Linked DNA regions of Mus musculus: regions 2 and 3 are each linked to region 1. A link is a contact called in public Micro-C and promoter capture Hi-C data. All regions are on one chromosome and are shown on one strand. Each heading gives the region's core, a stretch centred on a gene start, on an enhancer-like site or on the middle of the called end of the contact. The rest is flanking DNA. Distances are from core to core; before and after follow the strand shown.

Evidence for each region. A called contact is a pair of places that touch in the nucleus more often than the background predicts. Capture Hi-C pulls out chosen DNA fragments and counts their contacts.
Region 2: a promoter capture Hi-C map of liver shows a contact between it and region 1. The contact joins the promoter of Ttf1 here to the promoter of Gfi1b in region 1. A contact is called at or near these places in 11 of 39 promoter capture datasets (the HPC-7 cell line, cranial neural crest, embryonic stem cells and 7 more), 3 of 15 datasets of contacts at CTCF or cohesin (embryonic stem cells, large pre-B cells and pro-B cells), 17 of 484 Hi-C or Micro-C datasets (the Ba/F3 cell line, CD4 T cells, CD8 T cells and 8 more), 10 of 115 datasets of contacts at active chromatin or transcription factors (bone marrow-derived macrophages, embryonic basal ganglia, embryonic forebrain and 4 more) and 4 of 9 other capture datasets (embryonic stem cells, liver, macrophages and 1 more).
Region 3: a contact with region 1 is called in a Micro-C map of embryonic stem cells, with 1.7 times the contacts expected there. The contact joins the promoter of Barhl1 here to the promoter of Gfi1b in region 1. A contact is called at or near these places in 3 of 39 promoter capture datasets (embryonic stem cells, hippocampal neurons and stem cell-derived epiblast-like cells), 1 of 484 Hi-C or Micro-C datasets (embryonic stem cells), 2 of 115 datasets of contacts at active chromatin or transcription factors (embryonic forebrain and embryonic hindbrain) and 1 of 9 other capture datasets (adipose tissue).

Annotation. Positions count from the first base shown.
Region 1 is chr2:28,620,113-28,623,466 of GRCm38.p6, forward strand. Gfi1b (growth factor independent 1B) reads right to left here and starts at 1,870. Exons shown (of 7, transcript NM_008114.3): 1 at 1,737-1,870. It overlaps Gm52548 (a long non-coding RNA gene), which reads left to right. Exons shown (of 2, transcript XR_003954006.1): 1 at 1-800; 2 at 1,141-2,091.
Region 2 is chr2:29,058,492-29,061,845 of GRCm38.p6, forward strand. Ttf1 (transcription termination factor, RNA polymerase I) reads left to right here and starts at 1,772. Exons shown (of 12, transcript NM_009442.2): 1 at 1,772-1,812.
Region 3 is chr2:28,914,903-28,918,256 of GRCm38.p6, forward strand. It overlaps Barhl1 (BarH like homeobox 1), which reads right to left and starts at 1,519. Exons shown (of 3, transcript NM_019446.4): 1 at 312-1,519. The coding sequence starts at 777.

The DNA of each region.
Region 1 (3,354 bases), core at 620-3,119:
GCTGTTCTGGAACTCTCTATGTAGATCAGACTGGCCTCAAACTCACAGAAATCTACCTGCCTCTGGCTCCCAAATGCTAGGATTAAAGGCATGCGCCTCCATGCCTAGTTAGTGATAGTAATCTTAAATTAAAAACAGAAAGGAGCCAGGCATGGTGGCGCACGCCTTTAATCCCAGCACCAGGGAGGCAGAGGCAGGTGGATTTCTGAGTTCGAGGCCAGCCTGGTCTACAAAGTGAGTTCCAGGACATCCAGGGCTACACAGAGAAACCCTGTCTCGACCCCCCCCCCAAAAAAAAAAACAGAAAGGAGAGATTAAAAAAATAATGAAAGAAAAGAAGAAAGGACTGGGGATGTAGCTCAGGACACAGTGACAGAGGGTGGAGGCAGAAGGATCAGAAATTAAGTTTTTGTTTGTTCATTTGTTTGTTGTTTGGTTGATTTTTTTTTTGTTGTTGTTGTTGTTGTTTTTTTACTATGTAGTGAGAAAGGAGAGAAGGAAGGAGTCGGGACCAGAGTGTACGTCCCATGCCCATGCCGAAGAACACCACGTAACTCAAAAGCAAAAAAAAAAAAAAAAAAAAAGGTCAGTTCTATGGACTTGTTTTACCACAATGGAAACAAAACTGGGCAAACAGCCCCCACACTCCCCACGGCCGGCTGGGACTGACACCAGAAAGGATTCAATGCAAACGCCTTCAGACGGAGGAGTCTCCTGCTATTTCTGCCTGCGAGCAGGCTCTGTGCCCCGGTGAAGGGAGACCTGGGACCTGCACCCACCTTTTTGAAGTTCTGGGAATGGTGAGCACCACTGGGGCGATTCCATCAGACCTAAATCATCCAGAGCCACCCAACTCCCCGAGGGACTTTCTACAGGTTGACCCCCAAATCAAAATGTTACCCCTCTCCTGATGGAGGGCTTTGCAGACTTGGAAGAGCACAGGTGGATAGGCACAGCTCTGCCAGTACCCAGGCTGTCCAACTCCACAGCTAGGGTGACTTGGCTTTCCCCACAGTAGTCTCATAAAAATGCTGGCTTTCCCAGGACCCAGTCACAGACCACAGCATCCATCCGTGGGCATCTCTGCAATGAGCCCTGTTTTCTAAGAAAACCACAACTCAAACTCACCTTTTCCTCTAGGTGAGAAGAGCTACAGATGCTCAAGGAGCCAAGAGCCTTTGGCAGTGCCTCCCCTCCATCATCCTGTGGTCTGCCTCACCTTGTCATTTCCCTTCAGTAAATTCCCAAGGAAAGGGTGTCTGACTCCCCTCCCCGGTGCTTCCAGGAACTTTTGAGAGGGTCATCAGAGCTACCAATCCCTTCTGAGATCCTGGCACAGGGCAGCTCTAGCCCAGGGGGACACCAATTTGGGCTCCTCTGGTGCCCCTAGAAAAGTGCTCTGTGTGTGTGTGTGTGTGTGTGTGTGTGTGTGTGTGTGTGTGTGTGTGTGAAGGGGGGGATTGACTTTGTGTATCTGGGTGAAGCCTAGCCCCCTACAATGAAGTTTCACAGAATTCGCAGGAGGAAAGCTCGGTGTTTGCGCTATCTTGGGGTATCGGGACTGGTCCATGTTCCTTCCTTCTTCTCTCCCCTGGTGATGAGCACTGCATCCAGAAGAGAGACTACCACAGTATTCTTCCTCTCACCTTAAAGGGAAGCAGACACCCTCCCTGCCTTGGGCACCCAGGACGAACTTTTCAGCGGAGCCCAGCCAGCACGGGTCTGGCAGCACTCACCGTCAGGGAGCTGTCCCTCTTCTGAGTTCTGCCCGAGAGCCACGAACCTCCACACTGTCCCTGGGGACTGCTCTCGGCTCGGTCAACGTTATGAGTCTCTGCACAGACAGACACTTCTCCTTTTCGTTTCTGTGTTTCCCGCCCCCCTTCTGTTCCCCTCCCTGATTTTCAATCTGATTATTTGTGTCAAAATCTGGCGGCTGCAGCGTCAGCCAATGACCAGAGCGCGAAAGTGCAGCCACATTTGCTTATCAAAACTTCACAGAAGCTTCTAACCCACTGGAAATTTCTCCAGAAACTTTCAGTAGCATTTGGGTGAAAGAGAGTGGCTAACTTATTAAAATGTAAAAGTCTAGCATTGACTTACAGTCCCTCATCCTTGCTTTAGATTTTATTTCTTTCCCTTCCTTCTTTCCCTCCCTTCCCCCTCTTCCCCTTTTCTCTTCTTTCCCCATCCATCTTCCTTTTCTTCCCCCTCTCCTTCCTCTCCTCCTCCTCTCTCCTCTTTTTCTCCCTTCTTCCTCTTGCTTCTCCTCTCCTAGATTCCACCATCACACACTTTCTCGCTGAGGCATTAGAGGGGCCCCTGTGTTTAAAGCTCTTGGATCCTGGGCCAGTACAGATCACTCTTAACCAACAGGATTCTGTCTCCCACTGAGCTCATTCTTAAAAAAAAAAAAAAATGGAGTTTCCCCCAGACAACCACAGACCAGCAGAACCACAAATAGACAGAGTAGAAGAACAACAAAAAAAGCAAGGTAGTGAATTTGGGGGCCTTGGAACCTGTACCTGGCAAAGTTCAAGTACAGATTGAATACCCAAGTACCACGGCCGGCGTGTGCTGCCATCTAGTGGCAGCATGAGAGACAGAGAGGTCAATGGGGGCCCCTCTGGGTACCCAGGCCAGCGCAGGGCATTTCACCCCATTTGAGCAGAGCCCCATTCCCTGGTCCCCACTTTCTTTTCCCTGCTCTGCCCCTTGGCCTCCTCCCGTTTGGGGATGACTGATTTATTCCAGGAAGTTTTGCATACAGAGAGAACTCCACCAAACAGCACTGTTAGCTGATTTGCATGCTCTTGCAGCCAGGACTGGAGAGATTACATTTCCCCCATAAAGAAAACAAACACGGGACAGGAAGCCCCGATTGAAACTGCAAGTCCAATGTTCAAAGTGTAGAGAAAAGAGATGTTTCGTTTGAGGCCTTTCTGCTGAGGGGGCTAACCCTGTGGCAGCGGCCGGAGGTCACAACAGACTCCCCAAGGGGACACAGGTCCAGACTGGTGGCCACAGATAGGAGACAGCTACACCCAGCCCTTGTTCTCTCTCTCTCTCTCTCTCTCTCTCTCTCTCTTTCGAGACAGGGTTTCTCTGTGTAGCCTTGATTGTCCTGGAACTCCCTCTATAGAACAGGCTGGCCTCGAACTCAGAAATTCGCCTGCCTCTACCTCCCAAGTGCTGGGATTAAAGGTGTGCGCCACCACACCCAGCCTTGTTCTCTCTTTATAAAACGTCTTGAGTATTCTTTGGGTGGTACACGTTACCAGCCAGCACTCGGTGAGAACTGAGTCACTATGCAGAAAACTTAATAGACCATACGTGGGACATTTTTAAACTGTT
Region 2 (3,354 bases), core at 522-3,021, 440 kb after region 1:
TGAGTTCACTGATCCATCTTCAGCACTAAATGCAAAAACACCCACTTCCACAAGGCCCTGAGTTCATCATGGAGCAAGACACACTGATAACCAATCTGAACTCTGAATGTCAAGGCTTTACCGACCAGCAGTGGACACTGTCAGTACCAAAGCAGACAGCGCAAACTTCCAGCTGCTCAGACAAGCCTGACTCGGTGTGTTTGCTTACAGTTTTTCCAGATTGCTTCACTATGTAACCCAAACCTGTGATCCTCCTGCCTCAGCATTACAAATGCTGGAATTACAGGCATTTGTTACTACAGCTGGCAAATTGTGCATTTTTTTAAAGATTTACTTTTTTTTTATTTAATTTTATTTTTTTTTAGGTATTTTCCTCAAGATTTACTTTTTTAATGTATATAAGTGTTTTGCCTGCACATGATATGCATGTCTACCATATGTATACACCCAGTGCCCGAGAGGTCAGAGGAGGGCATTGGAGCCCATCCCCTGGAACTGGACTTATGGACAGCTGTAAGCCACCTCATAGGTGCTGGGAACTGAACCTGGGTCCTCTGGAAAAGCAGTAAGTGCTCTTAACCACTAAACCATCTCTCCAGCCCATTTTAATCAAAGGTGCTTAGTAGCTCACACAGAGGAACCCACAGTAGTTTGAAGAAAAGAAGAATAGTAGAGGGGAAAGCATGGATTGGAACCCTGGACCAGATAGATCATCTTACCAAAAGCCTCAAATTTTCCCACTACAAGAAGGGACTGAGGGCTGGTGAAATGGCTCAGTGGGTAAGAGCACCCGACTGCTCTTCCGAAGGTCCGAAGTTCAAATCCCAGCAACCACATGGTGGCTCACAACCATCTGTAACATGACCTGACGCCCTCTTCTGGAGTGTCTGGAGACAGCTACAGTGTACTTACTTACATATAATAAATAAATAAATCTTTAAAAAAAAAGAAGGGACTGAGACAGTATTACCTAATACAGATACCCACAACATAGGATTGTTGTAAGAGTCAAGAAGACAGCTTTTAGGCTGCTATACGGCTCAGTTGGTAGAGTGCTTGTTCAGCATGCATCAGTCCCTGGCACAGCATAAAACCTGGTATGATGGTACCTGCCTGTTATCTCAGTACTGAAAGTAGAGGCAAAGGAATGAGAAGTCCATGGTGAGTTTGAAGGCACCCTAGGCTACATGAGACCCTGTCTCAAATAAACAAGAGAAAAGCTTTCAACTTTTATGATCACCACACAAAAATGTAACTGTTTTAACGTTCCAGTGGTATAGATATTAGCTCTAATTTGATGGCTCAATTACATTTTTCACTTTTTTTTTTCTTTTCGAGATGGGGTTTTTCTGTGTAGCCTTGACTGTCCTGGACCAGGCCTCAAACTCATAGATCTGCCTTGCCTCTACTAGGATTAAAGGCATGTGCCACCACTGCCTGGCTGCTTATAAGCTAAGTTTTGGCTTATTATTATTATTATTATTATTATTACTACTACTACTACTATGAGAGTCTCACTGTATAGACTGGCTTCAAATTCTCTTTGTAGATCAGGCTTGCTTCAAGCTCACATATACCTGCCTGTGCTTCTGGAGGGCTGGGATTTGCCTGGGTTGCTTAATTAGAAGGGCACTCTTTTTCTCTATCCTATACGTAGCGTCACGACCATAGATAGACAACTACGCATGCGTCCAATCCTTGCGCGCCTCCATGTTACTATGGCAGCCGGATGCGCAGCTGGCCGGAAGTCAGTACAGTATTTCCGCCTAACAACACTTCCGGGTTGGAAGACGAGCGCTACATTGTCGCTGGGTAGGTTGGATGAGCTTTCCTTGAGTTTCTGCGCCCCAAGTGTGGCGGGCGGCTGCGCTGGTGCCACGTTCCGAGTGAGGCTGCGGCCTGAGGCGGTTGTGCCTGTTCCTCGCCGCCGGGGGCAGTGGGGGCCTGGGAGCCAGGCCGCGGCCCGCGGGTTCCTTCTAGTCTGTTCCTCCGGTCGCCGGCCCGGGACAGAGCAGGGTCAGTCAGAAGCTAGGGTGGTGAGCGGAGGTTGCGCGGGGCCGGAAGTGGGGTTAGTGGGTTAGGCGCTTTTCCGCTCCGTAGTTGAAGCTGAGCGCTTCTCGAGAAACTGCCGGGCTGTTTGGGAAGTTTGTGCGGAAGGGACGGTGGGACCCAGTTTGGAGTCCGTGACTGTACCCTGATAAAGTGGCTTTCGCACCGAGGCTAGTCATCGGGCTTAACGGCATCGCGAGGCCGTTAGGAAATCGGAACACTTCCCAAGACAGAGGATGTCAAGAAATGAACTGCAAGGGCCAGACCTTGTTATGAGGACCTGAAGGCCCTGGAGGTCTGAAAGGATGTTGATTTTACACGAAGAATAACAGACAAAAGAGTTGAGGTTGAGGAGATGGCTTAGCAAGTAAAATACTTGCACAAACATAGGACCGGAGTTTAAACTTTTAGCTTCTCCACTTACACCCTTTTTCCTGCGCATTTAGTGAGGATAAATAATTAAGCTCTAATGCATAAATCCCTCTCGTTCCTCAAGATTGGGTAAGGGTGTGAAGAGATGGTTCAGCGGCTAAGAGCACTTGTTGCTTGTGTAGAAGACTTGGGCCTGGTTCCCAGCAGCCAGTTCTATATAGTAGGTTACACCCATTTATGACTTAAGTTCTAGGGACCTCCACGAGCACCCAGCAGACAGGAGGTGCATTCATACACACAAAATATAATCCTTTTTTTTTTTCTTAATTACAAACAAGGTTCAGGAAAAGTGGTTGTAATTAATTGTTACCGAAGTGACCTCAGCCCTTGGCAAAAATTTCTCTGGGGCCCAAAAAGAGCTCAACAGCTTTAAAAGACAAACAAAAGCCCCCAATAAAAGAGTAACTAAATGTGTTATCACAATAAGGATGTGGAGGAAAATAGGGACCCGACTCCTAATGATGACTCCTAGGAGGGTCAGGAACCAGGGGAGCTCTGGCAGTGGTGCTCAGGGAAGAGACTGATGGATGGCTAGCATATCCATTTCCGTTTTACAGTTTGGTCCTACGCCATTTCAAGTGTTCAATAACTTCATCTGGCTAGTAGCTACCCTAGGGGACACTCGGGTCTAGAGAAACAGAACTTGTTCTGGAGAGTGTTCTGGTTCCAGCCGTGATTTTAATACAGCCCAACTGCCCACTTGTGGGTTTTCCTTCTGTTCTCAGCACAGGGACAGCCAAAAGGAAAGCATTAATTCATGCCAAAAAAAATGAAAACTACTAAGCAGAACCAGATTAGGTTCTGGGGCTACAGTGATTATGTAAGACTGTCTTAGATCCTTAGCCCTAGTTCACTCCTGCTGTGTCATACCTT
Region 3 (3,354 bases), core at 269-2,768, 290 kb after region 1:
CAAGCTCTCCTCCCAGGGATCCTCAGAAGGTGAGGCTCTTGCCAGAGTTTGCTTTGTACACCTGGGGAGGCTTGCTCTCCTCCACACACAGTATCCTCCCCAGCTTCTCCGAGCCACACACGCTGAACTCTTTGTTGCTCCAGGACCTCAACCTTTGGAGCTGGTAGAGAGGTCTAGAGGAAAACCAACTCTCGGCCCCGGCCTGAGAGATCCTGGAGATGACTATGTTCCTGTCTCCAAGTGTGTGCTCTCAAGTTTTACATGTCACTTTTTAGAACCCACCCACCCCGCTTTTCCCCTTAGTTTCTTACCTTTGTACTCAGAGTCTGATGAAGCGCTGCTGACACTTTTGTCCAGCTTGTCTCGAAAGTCCTCCCCGGCCTTGGCCGCAAGGCGGCCCCCAGGCTCAGGGGCTGCAGGCTGCCCACTGCTAGAGTAGGGTGCACAGGCCGCGAGAGGTTTGCAGTCAGCAAGGATGTCCCTGATCAGAAAGGAGGAGGTGACAGTTCGCGACTGGGCTGGGGCTGAAAGCTGCCCCGGTTGCAGGTGAGAGTCCAAACCTGGGCCAGATGCTGCACCAGGCCGCGAGGTACTGGTCTCCAGACAGTCTCTTCCGGGCGAGGCTGGTGAAGAGCAGTCGCTACTGCTCTCTGAGCGTGGACTCAGCTCCAGGGGTGAACGGCAGTCCCCAAGCAAGGGGTCCCCCTTGGGAAGGGCGGGGCTGCCCGCTCGGTGGGAGAGAATGGAGTCAATCCCAAAGCCATTAGAGCCTTCCATAGCCAAGCTGCAACCTGTCCTCCCCAAAAGCTCCCCACCCACCCCCAACCCCAGCCGCCGCTGCCCCTGCCCCTAGCTGCGGGCTGGCATGGGGAAGGCGGGCAGGGAGCCTGTGGGCACCTTGGACGGAGTTCAGCCTTGGGGGAGCCCGGGAGCTCTGGGCCAACCTCCTCTGCGCATTACATCCAAAAGGGCTCAACGCGTCTTCTGCAGCACCGCGCCGAGCCGCCGAGCCGAGGGGGGGTGGTGGTGGGAGTGTCAGGAGGAATGGGAGGAGGGCGCGCCAAGTTGGGGAGAGCCAAAGGGTAGAAGAACGGCCCGAGGATCCCTTAGGCACAGAAGAAACACGAGGTTGATGGAATCTGAATAAAGATCGTCTTTTGAAAAAACAAAATCCAAACCGCACGCTTCCTCCAGGCAAACGGTAGCCCAGGGCAGGGGTCAGCACGGCCGATAGCAACCGGCCGGGGCCGCGTTACGGGCAGGCAGAACAGAGCGCACCTGGAGGCCTCAGCACCGCGGACAGCGACAGCGGCCCCGGGATCGAGCAGCCCCACCTGGCCCCGGAGCTCCTGCTCGGCCCCGCCAGCACCGTGGACAGCGCCCTGCGGCTCCCACCGCAGCTCTCACCTGTCCTCCGCGCGCGCCTTCGCCGCCACCCCCACTTCCTTTAAAAAAAAAAAAATCGAACTTGGGTCACTTTTACTTTAGGACTGGCTTTTTTGTTGTTGTTGTTGTTTCTCTCTCTCTCTCTCTCTCTCTCTCTCTCTCTCTCTCTCTCTCTCTCTCTCCTTTTTTTTTTTCGTTGTGTTGTGTTTTTTTTTTAAAGGGGACTCACCCACGTGTCCCCGGAGTGATGACGCTGATTGGTTCGGGCCGATTTTGGGGGTGATGTCACGTCTCTACAACCCGCGGCCCGATTCTTTTCCAGTTTGATTAAAAGAGACACTGAATTAATTACAGCACAGACCTAACTATTTACCGGCGATTTCCACACAGTTTGCTTTCATTAGGTCAGCGATGACGCCTCTAATGAAGATGATTAGCCAAGGGGGGCAGGGACCGACCGGTGGGAGGAGGGCCAGCTGGGCTGCGTGGCCTGGAGTTTGGATGTTGGGCCTTGAAAGCCTTCTCCTGAGCTTGTCCACAATTATTCCAACTACTTGACCGAACCGGGATCCTATCTACATCCCCTTTCTTCCTCCTAATTTCCCTTCCTCATCCCACAAAATGGCAGCATAACCCAGTGGAGAAAAGACGTGGATGTGTAGGGAATCCTTTTCCTAGTACAAGAAGCATTTAAAATTTTATTTTCAGGGTGTTTTGCTTGGGTTCTAGGTCTCTTCACTCTCTCTCTCTCTCTCTCTCTCTCTCTCTCTCTCTCTCTCTCACACACACACACACACACACACACACACACACACACGCCATGTAGAACACCACAATTCTCTCCTTGCCTCTGGGCCTACTGGGCCTGCAGAAGGTTAGGACTGATGTCTTTTGGAAAAGAGACCAGAGTGAGGCCTAATTCGGAGGCGAGAGCTGAACCGTGGGAAAGATCAAGTCTGGAGCGTTAAGGGGACCCACGGATTTGACTGTGGCCTGAGCGAGGCGGCACAAGAAACAAGGCAGTGACCTCTTCATCCCCAGTCAGTGGCCTCTCTAGGGCGTATGTCCTGAGAAGCTAGTGTTTTTTGGATAAGTGTGTGTGTGTGTGTGTGTGTGTGTGTGTGTGTGTGTGTGTGTGATGTACCTTTAGACAGGACAATGCAAGTTCTGAGCTAGCACGAGGATGTCTAAGGCCGACCGTGGATAGCCTGGACTCTTCTTTCAAGGCAGTGCTAAAAATGAAGATTGGGACTTTCCCTCTTCGCCCTCCGGACCGCGCTCTAGTTCCGCTCCTTTGTGGGATCAGCCACTGCTAGTGCAGGGGCCCCGGTCTCCAAGTAGCTGCAACGGGTCAGGGGCCTGGATTCTCTGGGCTCAGCTCCAGGGTGGACGGTGCCCTGGTCTGCGAGAGAGCGGAGTTGCGCATCTGGGCAGCAGGGGCCCCGCGGCTCGCGGGGAGTCCAGACTTTCCTCTTCGGCTCGCCCCTAACCCTCGTTCTTGGCCCCTGGGAAACTATCCGTGGCCCGCGTCCGGCTCGGCGACCAAGGCCGCCGTAGAATCGTTCAGCGCCGCAGCCCGCAAACGCGATCTCGGCCGGGAGTGGCCCCTCGAAGCGAGCAAAACGGAAACTTTGTCCTCTGCCGGGATGGGCCAGCGGTGGCCTCGCGCCCGGCTCCCCGCGCGCTCCCTCTGCTCCGGTCGGCAGATTGGAAGCGGCCGGGCTATCGGCCGGGCTGGGAGCGAGGGCCCGCTGCTCCCGGGGGACTGCGGGTGGAGCTCGGCTGCAAGCTGTCGGGGAGGCGGGAGGGCGGGGGCCCCGGCCGGAGCTCGGCGGCCCCAGCGCTGGGCGCCTCCCGCTGGGCCTTGCCTGTCTTTCTTTTCAATTTGGTGGATGGGGATGCGGAGTCGTCATAAATCACCATGAGCGAGATGTCTTGGGGCCTTCCCTGCCAGCCTCCAGCTTGGGC